2 separate regions of the Sus scrofa genome follow, and region 1 is linked to region 2. Evidence: chromatin contacts called from public HiChIP or PLAC-seq data. All regions are on one chromosome and are shown on one strand. Each heading gives the region's core, a stretch centred on a gene start, on an enhancer-like site or on the middle of the called end of the contact. The rest is flanking DNA. Distances are from core to core; before and after follow the strand shown.

The links. HiChIP or PLAC-seq counts read pairs in DNA pulled down with a chosen protein or histone mark.
Region 1: a contact with region 2 is called in an H3K27ac HiChIP or PLAC-seq map of skeletal muscle. The contact joins two enhancer-like sites. A contact is called at or near these places in 3 of 47 Hi-C or Micro-C datasets (embryonic fibroblasts, fetal skeletal muscle and skeletal muscle) and 1 of 2 datasets of contacts at active chromatin or transcription factors (skeletal muscle).

What each region holds. Positions count from the first base shown.
Region 1 is chr2:96,536,616-96,543,491 of Sscrofa11.1, reverse strand. The region is part of intron 5 of LOC102159394 (a long non-coding RNA gene); the gene reads right to left. Among named protein-coding and RNA genes, the nearest start is that of MEF2C, 320 kb to the right of the region's middle. Within about 2 kb of position 5,026, at least 3 of the 83 cell types and tissues checked have an H3K27ac peak or open chromatin away from gene starts, as enhancers often do. A contact at or near this core is called in fetal skeletal muscle and skeletal muscle, where this site is marked.
Region 2 is chr2:96,282,329-96,288,810 of Sscrofa11.1, reverse strand. The region is part of intron 1 of LOC102159394 (a long non-coding RNA gene); the gene reads right to left. It also overlaps a transcript of MEF2C not described here. Among named protein-coding and RNA genes, the nearest start is that of MEF2C, 69 kb to the right of the region's middle. Within about 2 kb of position 3,175, at least 8 of the 83 cell types and tissues checked have an H3K27ac peak or open chromatin away from gene starts, as enhancers often do. A contact at or near this core is called in fetal skeletal muscle and skeletal muscle, where this site is marked.

The DNA.
Region 1 (6,876 bases), core at 3,777-6,276, 250 kb before region 2:
ATCTTATATGTTTCATTAAAGAACTGGGAATGGTTTAAAGCTAGAGAAATAATTAGTTAAGATCCTAATTGAGAGGAAATAACATATTTTGTTCTTTGAATTATTCAAAGAACATTCATATTCACTGAATGATTCAAAAAGATTTATTAAGTACCTAATCTGTGTTAGGCACTATACTAGGCCCCTGAATACAGGATTGAATAAAACAAATCCCCTGCCCATGTGGAGCTTACAACTTGGTATAACTACTAAACAACTAAGCAAATAAATAATTATGTATTTTCAGATAGAGTTAAGTATGATGAAGAGTAAGAAGATCAGGTGAGGACTGAGAGAGTGACCTGGCAAAAGGTGCAGTCAGTAGCAGTGGTCACTGAAAGCTCCCTGCTGACCCTATGTTAATGTTTACCTTAGTTTCATAGGTCGGACTTTCCTTTTCATATCTAATAAACAGAAATAAGAGTTAAGCTCCCTTCTCCACAATTCTCATGAAAAAAGTCTTAAGAATATTCTAGTTTGATTTTCACAATCAGGTTGATCATACTGCTCCTTATTATAAGGAAACTATGAATTGGTTTAAAATTAAATGCATTGCCTTAGAAATTGAAAGCATATGCTAACTTTTCAGAATATTAAGTTTTTCAACCAAAGGAAGTAGCAAAAATCTTGCTTAGTAAATTTTAATGTTTCCTTTGCTATCTAAGGAAGACTACACATTTTGGATTGTGTAAAGGATGGAATGTAGTTTTTAAAACATGATTTATTTTACTTTGAATTTAATAACACCTGCTTTGTTTTCATTAGAATCCTGTTAAGCACCTTCTCAATTAAGCAATACATTTTCTTAAAAAGAGCTGAATATCATGAGCTTTGCTGCATGCCATTATGAAAAAAAAGACATATTTCGCCATATGTTGTGTACTGTATTGTATTGAATGGGTATTGATTATAAAAATCATCAAAAAATGTAATCAATGTTTAGTGAATGTACTGAAGGATAATCAACTTGATCAGTTACAACAGTATCTAAATACAGGTATAGATTGATGTTTAATTATCATCTTGGCACAGTAAAACCCACAAAATTGTCTCCACTTGAAGGTTCCATCAGAATATTTTTTAAGGAACTTTAAAATATTGGTGCCCAGCAAATTAACGGAAATATATACATACATATATATATATACACACACAAATAACATCCCCATATATGCAGATGTGAGTCATGATTTCAATCCTGCCTTTCTCTAAAATCTTGTTTGTCTATACTGCACCAAACTATACAGATTTAGATAAAGACAGAGAGTAGTTAACAGACCACAGAAGTGTTCTCTTTCTAGTCTTTCTGATCATCACTAGTCTAGCATCTACCTTGTTAAACTTATCTGAAGAGCATTTGCATGTAACATAAAACTACAGAGTTTTTTTTTTTTTTTTAAATCTCTGGTACATTTTCAGAATGCCCCCAAATGATACCATTGTCTAAACATCAACTTGTAAAGATGAAATTTTTTCAGCTGGGACAACTGTGGAAAGAATATTTGCTCCAGGGACTTCTGCAGCATTCCTGACCACACCTCTCTTCATGATGCACCCTTTCCTTGGCTTCCATGACACCATCCTTGGGTGCTTTTATGATTTTCTCCCAAGTAATTCCCTGGATACTTTGTTATCTCTTTAATTACTTCTCTTTCCTCATTACAGAACTTAAATATTGCTGTTCTGCATGGCCTTGCACAGCACATTTTGCCCTTCACTAATAACCATCTACCAATAACTACATTTCAAGATATGTCCCAGGCAAGATAGCTGATAGAATGGAAAAAACGTAAATTAAGTGTTAGTATGGATGGTACTCCAGAGGTTGTAATGTGGTTCAGTCAAATTATCAAGTTTATCCTATTTCTTACTGTCAGAATCTTTAAATTTGCCTACCCCAGTGATATAGAGAGACCAATACCTGAAGACTGTACTTTATTGCCATACCGTTAGGACAGCTTAGCAATATATACAATAGAATTTAACCATGCATTTCCTATTATTCCACAGATTCAGCTATGTATGACCCCTATAATTCTAGAGCATTTTTCTTACTCCATCATAAAAATCCCCTCAGGGAGATGAACATTGTAGAGGAAAGAGCGTGGAGTTTGGGCTGTCCACACACTTCATACATATCCGTGTTGTTTTGTTTTTTTAAAACAACATAAGTGACTGGGTGAAATTTGACTATATTTTTAGACCTCCTTGAAGATAGTAACAAAAACATAAGTTGCCTATTTCAATATCTCAAAAAAAGTTGATTTTTTTTTTTTTTGATTGTATCTTTGCTGAGGATTTGCGGCACTTGAATTTAAAAACAATGCATGGCACAAACATAACTTTAGTCACACACATCGTCATCATCAAAATTACAGTATTCACATTTTTTTAATTAAAATATTCATGTTGGTACCTCGGTTGATAATTTCCTAATTCTGTTTATGTAGAACTCATACTCATGTGTACCAAGTAAAATAAAATATTTAAGGTCTTTAAATTTGAAAAAAATCCTGTGACTTCTAAGTATGAACTATCTTATGGTTTAACTTAAATGCTATTTCTCTTTAGTAACATTTTCATTTTATAATTCTCAAACAAAAACAAACCATAAATTACCATTAAACAATTCTTTCTAGTTAATAAAATATCTGAGGGAAGATACTATATTCCTACCTACTCTTATCTTTGCTCACTAGTAATTTTCAGATAAAGTAAGACTGGGGAGTTATTAAAAATATAAAGCTTACTGAAGTAAAACTTCTGTAAAGAATTTAAAATTTTTAAAAAACTACTTTATTTTTCATGTCTTCTAGCTGAATAAAGCCAAATGAGAAAAAACTTTAAAATTTTCTCCAAGGAAATGTCCTAGCAAAAAAATATCCAAATTCTTAATATAGTCACCAAGTACTGAAGGTCTGCTATGTATTGGGTATAATTCTAGGCACTTGAAAAAAAATCAAGGGAGCATATATGTTCTGAGGGAATACAGAAAATAAACAATATTGGTAAAAAAAAAAAAATACAAAAAAAGAAAAAGTAGAGCAGAGTGAAATCTATAGACCAGAGTGCAGAGATATTTTTTAAAAGCCACTAATTTCAAAAAACACCTAGTATCACTCCTGCCCCATTCTCACTGTGTGCACAATTTGGTTTGCTTGTTTTAGGAAAATTATGCTGAACCAAGCAAAACAGCATTTATACTCTATACCTTAAGTAATATGATAAAAATTCTAAATGCCTAACCAGTTTTCACTGATGTGAAATATGTACTGGGAAAATAACAGAGACACTTAAACCAATACAAACAACTTGGAAATGCAGCACTTTTAAAAACCTTTTTTTCCTTCTCAACCCAGACAAAAAGCCACACCAGAAGTTAAAGCAAAACATCCTGATTAGATTAGCACCAGCTTCACTGGTGGCCAGCAACTGACTCCATAACAGGGTGGGGCAAGAAAAGAAAGTTCTTCTCTTTAGGGGCTGAATGCCTGCAACAGCCTTTATTCGGGCAATAGCCTGAAGCAACCCATCCTTTATTGGAACCATGACTGATGCAGGTTTATTGTTTTCCTTTGTGGAACCCCAAAGGACATAATGTTTATTGTTCATTTCCTCTATGGAGTGGCTGTCAATCCAGCCTAAGCAATGTAGGGTCCAAACTTGGGTTTGGCAAGCTCTAGTCTTCAGGCTAAATCCCATAGGGATAGTACTGGTGAATGCCAGGCCTGGCTTAAAGTTTAAAAATTCCCTTGGCCAAATCTCATAATATACATGGTTTAGCCAGATGTTGGGACTTGGTCCCAGAAAACCAATCCTTTTCTACACTGGAGAAAAGACACAAGAACAATTCCTACTGTTCCTGATGTCCTTGACAGTCCTGCCCTCAACATGTTGGCATTCTATCAAGAATTCTGTACTGGGGATCCCTACAAGTTGTATGCTGCCCAAGAACAATGACTTTGTCTTATATCAAGCAATCTAGAAGCAGAGGGACACAAGATTCATCCCAACTGGACACTACAATTCTACACAGTGTCCCACTAGAACACGCCATCTCCATTTCTTGAGTCTTATCATATACAACACTGTGAGTAAAATACAACAGCCAACTTCTTTACAGCTTTTACTGCTATTTGTACATGCTAAACAAATTAATGAAGATCTTTTCAGTTGCATACAATCCACCTCCAAATTATCCTGTGAGCCATCAGTGTCAATGGTAGAGGAATGCAGCCAGATCATCTAAGCTTCACTATCTCTCTTTACCTTCCACCTCATTCTATTCCCTTCTAACATTTGCCCAGTTCTGAAGTTGGCCTATTTAAGCAATGGAGAATGAGGAATTCAGATCGTGAACATGCTCTATGTTTGTGCCAAGGCTGCAGAACCACCCCACTGGCCAAGCTGAGGAATGTGGGTCTCTTGTACCATCCCATGTGTCTGGCTATAGGACCCCAAAATACCATCAGCAACAAGCATCCAGTTGGCAACTGTATCTTTCAGACTTGCTCATAAACACATACCTATATATACACCCACATATCACATTTCCCAGCCCAATGAGGTAAGGGTGCCTTTTTGGTCTTGAGTTTCTAGTAATAACCTAAACTATGGTGGGCTAAAATGTCATCCAGCTCATATCCACAAGTGCTTTCTTAAGAGGTTTCCTGACACCATGGCTTCCAATTTCGGTATTTTTAAATCCGCTTGCACATTAAAACTTTCATACCTCTGGTATCAAAAGCAAGTGTGCAGATGAAACAGAAACACAGTCTGCCCATGAACAAGGAGATTGTTAGCTTGTTTCAGTGTCAAAATGTCATCTATGCTAGTATATATATTTTTTATTCTCTAAAAAATGTTTCCCTTCATCCGTTAAAAATTTAAAGTGAATTGAAAACTCTTTGGGAATGCAACCCCTGTGTGATTGACAGTGACAAGCACACATACCTTGAAAGCTCCACTGTAATGTTTATACTTAATAAAAACAAATACTGTGGCATCTGAGAGTAGCCTAGTCAGCCATGTAGCTTTCTACCTAGCATCTTGTAAATTAATCTGGGTGTTTATGCTGTAGATCACTCATGATGAACACATTGCTATAGCAACATGCATTTCTTCCATTTTTTTCCTGCTAATTACACTAACATCACCATCAGCTACCAAATCTTTGAATTCCTAATGAATGTATGTGAAAAGCAATGTCTTGATAACACTCTTTTAGTATGTCCTTACCTACAATGTAAGGAAAGAAAAAAATGCATAAAATTTGATTATTTTCAATTTATTGTTAAAACTTGTCAATGTAAGGTTAATCCACACTCAAATTTGAACATGTTGAAGGAGGTGTCCATTTATAACAACGTGTGTTTCTTTTTTCTTTGTCTTTTGTCTTTTTTTTTTTTTTGTCTTTTTACTGCAGCACCCGCAGCATATGGAGGTTCCCAGGCTAGAGGTCTAATCGGAACTGTTGCTGCTGGCCTACACCATAGCCACCCCAGCCACAGCAACTCCAGATCCGAGCCGCATCTGTGACCTACACCAGAACTCACAGCAACGCTGGATCCTTAACCCACTGAGTGAGGCCAGGGATCAAACATGCAACCTCATGGTTCCCAGTCAGATTCGTTTCCTCTGCGCCACGATGGGAACTCCGAGAACAACATATATTTCAAAGAGAGAGAACACGGTGATCTCAGGTAGAATTCTTTCCTCCTATGCCCGTTACCATACTATCTTCATCATTTGTGCCTTCATTAAATTAACATTTGAACACAAGGAAGTATTATTTAAACCTATGAACTGCTAGGCTCCTATGCTTCTAAGTAGCTCAACAGGCAATGCTATAAACATTGAAATGTATTTAAATTCAGCCTTCTAGTAAAGGATCTAATGAAAGACTATAGAGATTTTAGTTGATATATAGCATGCAGTTAAGACATTTCTGGAAAATCCATGTTTATCAACACTACATGATAAAAGAAAGACCCATCCTAGGTAATTCTCCAAACCACTGAATCTTTCAGAAAAAATACTGATGTATAATTGACTTACAATATTATATAACCCTCAGGTGTACAACATAGTGATTCAATATTTTCACACATTACAAAATGAGCATAATAAGTTCCAATCTGTCCTCACAATGCAATATTTTATAAGTTATTATAAGAGTATTGACTATATGCTCTATGCTGTATATTTCTTTTATAACTGGAAGTTTGTACCTCTTAATCCTCTTCCCTTATTTTGCTCATTTCACTATTTCACAGTCTGAAAAGTCTTTGTTAAGTATTCATCTCAGTTGTACACTGAGTATGTTGGAAAATGTTTTACTCTATCCAGCAATCAAAGGTCTACACTGGTCACAGAAATAGATATTTCCTGTCATCCACTGATTAAATTATTAGGGCTTATTTCAAATATGTCTAACACAGCCAAGTTGTTTAGGCCTAAAAGCCTGGCTCAGTTCACTAGTAAAACTGAAATTGTCCAAGATGATTCAGCTAAGGTGAAAAAAAGAGGTTTTCAACAATTCAACAGATAGTTGAATGTCAGGGACAAATGAGGAACAGAGGTGGGAGAAAGACAGCTGGACTCCCCTAGATGAATAAACTACTTCAACAAAATTCGATGATCATTCAGTGACTGTTTCAGCCAGATTTTCTCCACACAATTTCCTCTTCTAGGTTTTTCTACCTATTCTAAGTTATCTAGAAGTGAAATGATGACTACCAAAAATCTAAGAAAGGAACTGATCCATTGGGGCTTTAATGTACTACCCAATACCCTAATTTCAAACTTGTTTTACCCAAGCTTAAGAATTTTGATATA
Region 2 (6,482 bases), core at 1,926-4,425:
GGTTAAAGATCCCCCTACACCATGAGCTGTGGTGTAGGTCACAGACGCGGCTTGGATCTAGTGTTGCTGTGGCTGTGGCATAGGCCAGCAGCTGTAGCTCTGACTAGACTCCTAGCCTGGGAATCTCCATATGCCGCGGGTGTGGCCCTAAAAGGCAAAAAAAATAAATAAATAAAATAAAAAAATAAAGCAAGAAAAGGTGATCAGGACAACAGGTACTAAAGAGCACTATTATTTTAAAAATAATACTTCCTCAAGACCCAGGCTTCCCACTCATCCGCAACCAGGACATGTCAGTGAATGAAAAGGCAGCAGGTATGAAGGACCTGAGACATAGTGAGTGTCCCCTCCACTCCTGACCAACACAGCAGGGATTTTTGGAATTTTGTCATCTCAGATACTCCTATGGATTATGAACCCTTTTCAGAAAACTGCTGAGATTAGCTCATTTAAAAGGACAACATATTGTTACTGCATCACTAGGCAAGTGAGGGAGTGCCCAGCTCCTCTGGTAGAACACAGCCCAAGAGAATTCTGGAATATAAACAGACTTCTCAGGAAAGAAAGGACCTTGTGGGTCACATCAGGAAAAGGCTGTGAGAAGAGAGAGGCACTCAATAAAGGGCTACTATTGATTTTAGAAATTGCTGCTAGGTGAGCAGGTCATGCCAGAGTGAAAGGAGAACAAGCTGAAGGTGAGTAGAGGAAAGATGGTGCATGATACAAAGACAAGCCTTAGCAACCGTAGCGTTTTTGCCTACACCACACAGATGATATTGATTTGAAAGGACTTAACTCAGATTTAATAGGAAGCCACTAATTCTACATATTTATGCTAAGCTTTCTTAAATTTAAGTGTAAGATTATGTAATCAATAAGCAATTTAGAAGATGTCTGATGTATCCTTCTGGGCAAATGAATATATAATTATTTTTATAAGTCTGATAAAGTCAAATATGAAAACAAAAAAGAAAAAAACTCTGAATGTTCCATGGAACATGGACAAGGATAATATAAATTTGTCACGCCAAAATATAAGACTTCTTGGCATAATGTCTATTGGTTTGATCAACATACTGTCATAAATGTTTTATATTTATTTCAAATATGAAATGCTCTAATAGGAAATAAAACTCCTTTGGAGCATGAAAGCTGATAGAAAACATCTAAAATTAATGTTATATAATCACACTGAGATGTTGTTCAGGAAAATGGGATAGCCCTTGAAAGTGAACTAGTGTATTGATAGCTAACATTTATTGAGCATTTTCTACATGCCAGGCATTAAGTGAATATAGAAGTACAATTTCATGTCCTCGTGTCAACAAAATTATCACCCAGGGGAGCTCCAGCCACTTTCCCCATTTTACAATGAGGACATTTAGAAAATTAAGGTCAAATGGTTATTAAGTGTCTGAGCCTGGGTTCTAACCCAGGGTCTCTGATTTACGCTTTCCTGCCTGTTGTACATTCTCTGAAAAGTATTTCCCACAATGGTCATACATGATATATAATTTTTCATTAGTGAAGCTGACTTTTTTAAAAAAATAATCAGACTTTCCTAAGTGTTACCAAAATGTCTCCTTAAAGGCTACACTACATTCATATCAGAGACATTCTTTAAATTCACATTTTGTATCTGCGATTACTGTCAATTTATGAGCCAGATAGAATAATCTGCTGCTTTATAATCACATCATAGTTCCCATCAAGCACCCTGTTCATTACATTTGGTTTTTAGTTTCAGCAACAAATTCATCCTTAATGATAATGATTTGCCAACAATCAGACTTTTAAGACGGCAGAGCAAATTCCTAAGGATATTTCTGTTGAGACTTAAATGCAAAGATGCCATTACTGAAATAAGCAAATAACCTCCTAAAGCATCTACCTTGAAGAAGATGACACAGGGTTAGATACATATTTGTAAAATATTTTCTGGTAGGGAAAAATATCGATTTTATCATCTCCTGCTCTCATCTTCCCTATAAGTGAGCAAAGTTTATGAGTATAATGAAGCAGTACAGCATGTAGCTAAGGGCATCTATTGGAAATAAACCTACGTGGTTTCAAGTCCCCTGTCTGGCAGCAAAGAACTATGTGACCTGGGACAGGTTACCTCACTAAGCTTTAGTTTTTAAGATGTGTCAATTAGGGGAAATAGTAGTACCTATTTAAAAGGTTCTTGTTCAGATAAGAAATAAAATTCTAAAGCAGTTAATACATTATTAATCCAACACTGATAGTCACCATTAAACATTATATACTTTGAACTTATTTCAACACACATTTTATGATAGTATTATTTTTGTAAAATCCTTGTATTACAAAGATAAATGTTATTTATATATAAATATTAACTACAAATTTATTTTTAAAACTTTCTATAAGAAATCAGACCTCTTTGGTTTGGCTCTTTGACTCAATGGACTAGCATCCACTGGTAAAACAAACCGGTTTTAATCACCTACTTAAATTTTAAAGTTTTATTGCACTTTAGTTCTCATCATATTCCAAAATAATTTAGAGAAAACTCATTCCAAATAATAAATATTAATTCTCTTTTCTTAGTAAACTAGAATGTAGATATAATTATGTCCTCCTTGTTTTTAAATCTATTGAGTATTGAAGCATATAAATCTTGCTTCCTTGAAAAAAATATAATTTCATATTGTTGTGCTTGGTTTAGAATTTTAGGTTATAAATAAAATATTTTAGAAGAAATTTGAAAGTTCTCAGCTAATTTGGAAAATTAATTTGGCCAGGGGACAGAGAGAAGAAACAAGGTAATGTGGTAGTTTATGCTCTCCTTTCAAAAGTCCTTTTCTTAGGTGATATTCTTAATAAGGAGCGTTAACACAAATACCAGATATAAATTGCTTATTAATGTCCATTGAGTCTGTTTTTTTTCTGTAATACATATTTATAGCTATCATGAAATCATAGGAACTATACACATCCCAAGTGGGAGATTTTATTAAAACAAAAATGCTGTGGCTTCTGTTTTTTAAGAAGTGGCAAACAGTCCCTTAGACACAGCTGTAAAGTTAATCATGCGCCCACAGAGAACTACTTCTAGGTCCCTCTTGAACAGAACGCTCCATTAGGCTGCCACAGGCTCCCCCTCCCCAGCAGGCTTCTGCCCAGCCCTGTTGCCATAGATGGCCATCGGACATTTGGAATGACATCAGGAGATAATCTGAGCAGGCTCTGCCCTCAAGAATTCAAGCTAGCAGGAGACTGAAGATATCAATGTCTTCTTGGCTGACAACAGCATTCCAAAGGTCAACCAGGGTGAAAAAAGGACGGACTTGGAGTTTCCAGTGCCTTTTCAACAACCAAGCTGCTAACACATACAAAGAAGCATCCTTCAGGATAAATACATAAATAAATAAAAGACAAAGGAAGCTTGAAAGCATCTTAGAGGCACCATGCCTATGAAAGGGAAATAAGGTAATCTATAGCCACTGAGTCAGGAAGTTTTAGGATTAAAGGTATCTGTCCCCTAAAAGTAAAAAGTCACACAAAGTTCTCATCCAGAACCAATCCCCACCTCTCTACAACCTACTTCTCCAACGTTTTCGACTGTGACAGCCCAGGAGGGGTGAAGATGGAACTTAATGGCATAGAAGTAGAAATCCTTTGAAGGTGAATATGAATGGTTCTTACTGTAGTTTACCACTTTCCCAACTCTATGCTTCACATTAGATAGCTCACTGAATCATCACAACAAATTTGTGAAGGTAGCACTTTATGTTCCACATTTTATCCATGAGGAAACTGAGGCAGAGGGAGGTTCCATAACTCGGCATCACTATATAGTTGTGACGGGATAGAGCCAATTGGCTTTTGGCCACAGAGATTGTCCCTAGTCAGACTAATCTTTTAGATTGTCAGCCATGGAGAGGTTGAAGTTTCTAGCATACTGCAAGTACCTGAAGAATTTAAAAGATTTTCCCTTAGGCTATCAGATTTCAGAGAGAATGGGAAGAATGCCTCTACCATGAACCACATGCAAATGGTAAAGTAATAAGAGAAAAAAGAGTTCCAGTTGTGGCTCAACAGTTAGCCAACCTGACTAGCATCCATGAGGATGCGGGTTTGATCCCTGACATGGCTCAGTGGGTTGAGGATCCAGCGTTGCTCTGAGTTGCAGTGTACGTCACAGACCCAGCTTGGATCCAGCATTGCTGTGGCTGTGGCATAGGCTGGCGGCTACAGTTCCGATTTGGACTCCTAGCCTGGGAACCTCCATATGCCTCGGGTGGGGCCCTATAAGGACAAAAATAAATGAATAAAGAAATAAATAATAAAAGAAAAAAGACAATAATTCAAATGCATCAGCTCAGGAGAAATTCAAGTTTTAAAAACTATTTTCTTGTTATTGTTTTAAATTTATTTATCATTTGTGTGTACTCTTATCTGAACACTTAGGATTCCTTTATTAACTTAAAAGCTAATTACCATAAATGACCAGAATTAATACCAACATTTTACTTCCCAGTAAGAAATACAGGGGATAATCATGGCAAAACCAACCAAAGCATTGAAGTTAGAAAGTTTGTGCTTTGCCTCTAAATCTGTATGTGTTCTTTTGCCTTCTATGTCTCAACGAGCATAATTTGTAATTAAGTTTTTCCAGTCAAATTTCACCCTCGTGATATCAGTCTAAGACATAAGCAATGTATCTGTTATCTTCATCGAATTTGAGGAAGATTGTTTTGCTAACAATTCTCACCATATGTAACACCTTTCCTCCCTTACCTTAAGAGTGTTTTTTAACTGTTACTTTAAAAGGGTAATTCCATTTCCTCATAATTTTTCTAAGTAAGCACAATGTTATATCAACAGTCTCTTTTAAAAGGCATTTTATGAATCCATGACACTACCAATAATACATTTTTAGTTTGTTATCCCCTATCCCCCATACACCTTATTCTTTACCAAATGGAATTTCTTCCTGGAAAAAGCCTTAAGAAATATTTTCTCTTGTAAAAGGATATTCTCGTCTAAAATCTTCTGTCAGGTCACCTTTCTGTAGAGTTAATTTGTCTCACCAACCCCAAGCAACTGCTCTAGTCTGGCACAAAGTGTACTATAGCCTGTCAGGCTATTTTTGTTCCAAATTTATAGCAGGATATGGGGGTACATCTCTTAATTTCCTTTCCTTGTAAAAAAAAAATAATAATTACTGTGTTAAGTGTTCCCTAAGACCTCTTTCAGCAAGAAGATACTGAAATTCTGACTTTACAACTTTTCACACTAGTGCCAAGAAATCCAAATGCCAAGAGTGTCCTAAAATTTGACTGGCATCATAAAGCAGGTTGTTTCTTTTTGAACCAACATTCATTTAAAACTCTATAGCAGCACATTCCAACTTCATGCCATGATGGAAACGTTCTACATCTGGCAGTCAAATAAGGTAGCCACTTGCCACCTGTGGCTGTTAGGCACCAAAAATGCGGCTAGTGTATCGGAGGAACTGATTTTGAATTTTATTTAAGTTTAATTTAAAAAAACACATGCAACCAAGGGCTACCATATTGGTAGCAGCTTACAGCTTCAAGAACATGACGATATAACTATTCTGCACCTTTGATTTATTCAGCCAAGTACTCTACTGTGCCTTTAGAGCACTGGTTCATCCCGTAGCTCCACAAACAGATCAAAACCAGCACAGACATTTCTACTTCGTGATAATAATTTTACAAAAGATCCCTGCACTGTCCTCACGTGCAAACAAATAAAGAGGGATGTAAGGGGAAAGGAAGTTTTTTGGATTTTTGTGTTTTTTTTCTAATACTCCATTTCTCCTTGTAGTTTGTGGCCTTTCTCTGGCCAAGACGCGCACAGATCTACTGAGGCAGCTTAACTACTAGAGCCAACGATTGGTTGGTAGTTTTAAAAATAATCCTGTAGATCCTGAGAGCTTGGGCGAAAAAATCCGGCCCTGGGACCCTGTCCTTTCCCCTCCGTGCGCCAAGTGATAAAACATGCTGGCTGGAGCGGGACGGGGCGGCTGCAAGACCTGCGGGAACCACACAGACGCTGTTGCCAAGCGCTCCCGGCGCTGGGGCCGCCGGTGCTGCCGGACGCCGACCGCGTGCCAGCGCTTTGTGCACGTGCGTGGGGGGAGGGTGGGTTCGCTACACGCGTCGCTCGGAACTCACCCCCAGATCTGTGGGGGTCGTCTCTCGCCAATGTAGGGTAAATATCCCCGAGACCTCCACACCAGACCACCAGGGCAACTCCCCGACACCGCCACCGCCCGTTTCCAAAGCCACCACCTCCTTCCCCTCCTCCAGTCCCCGCGGCCCGCCACGCGGGCCTCCTCGCCAAGCCACCGGCCGTTTACCCCCCGAGCGGTGGTTTCCCCCACTCGAAACGCCACCCGGTGCACGTCCCTCCGAGGCTGCTCGGCCTCCCCTCCGTGCTCCCTGGCCCGGGGCCCCCAGGAGGGCCCGGAGCCCGCCTCCTCCTCG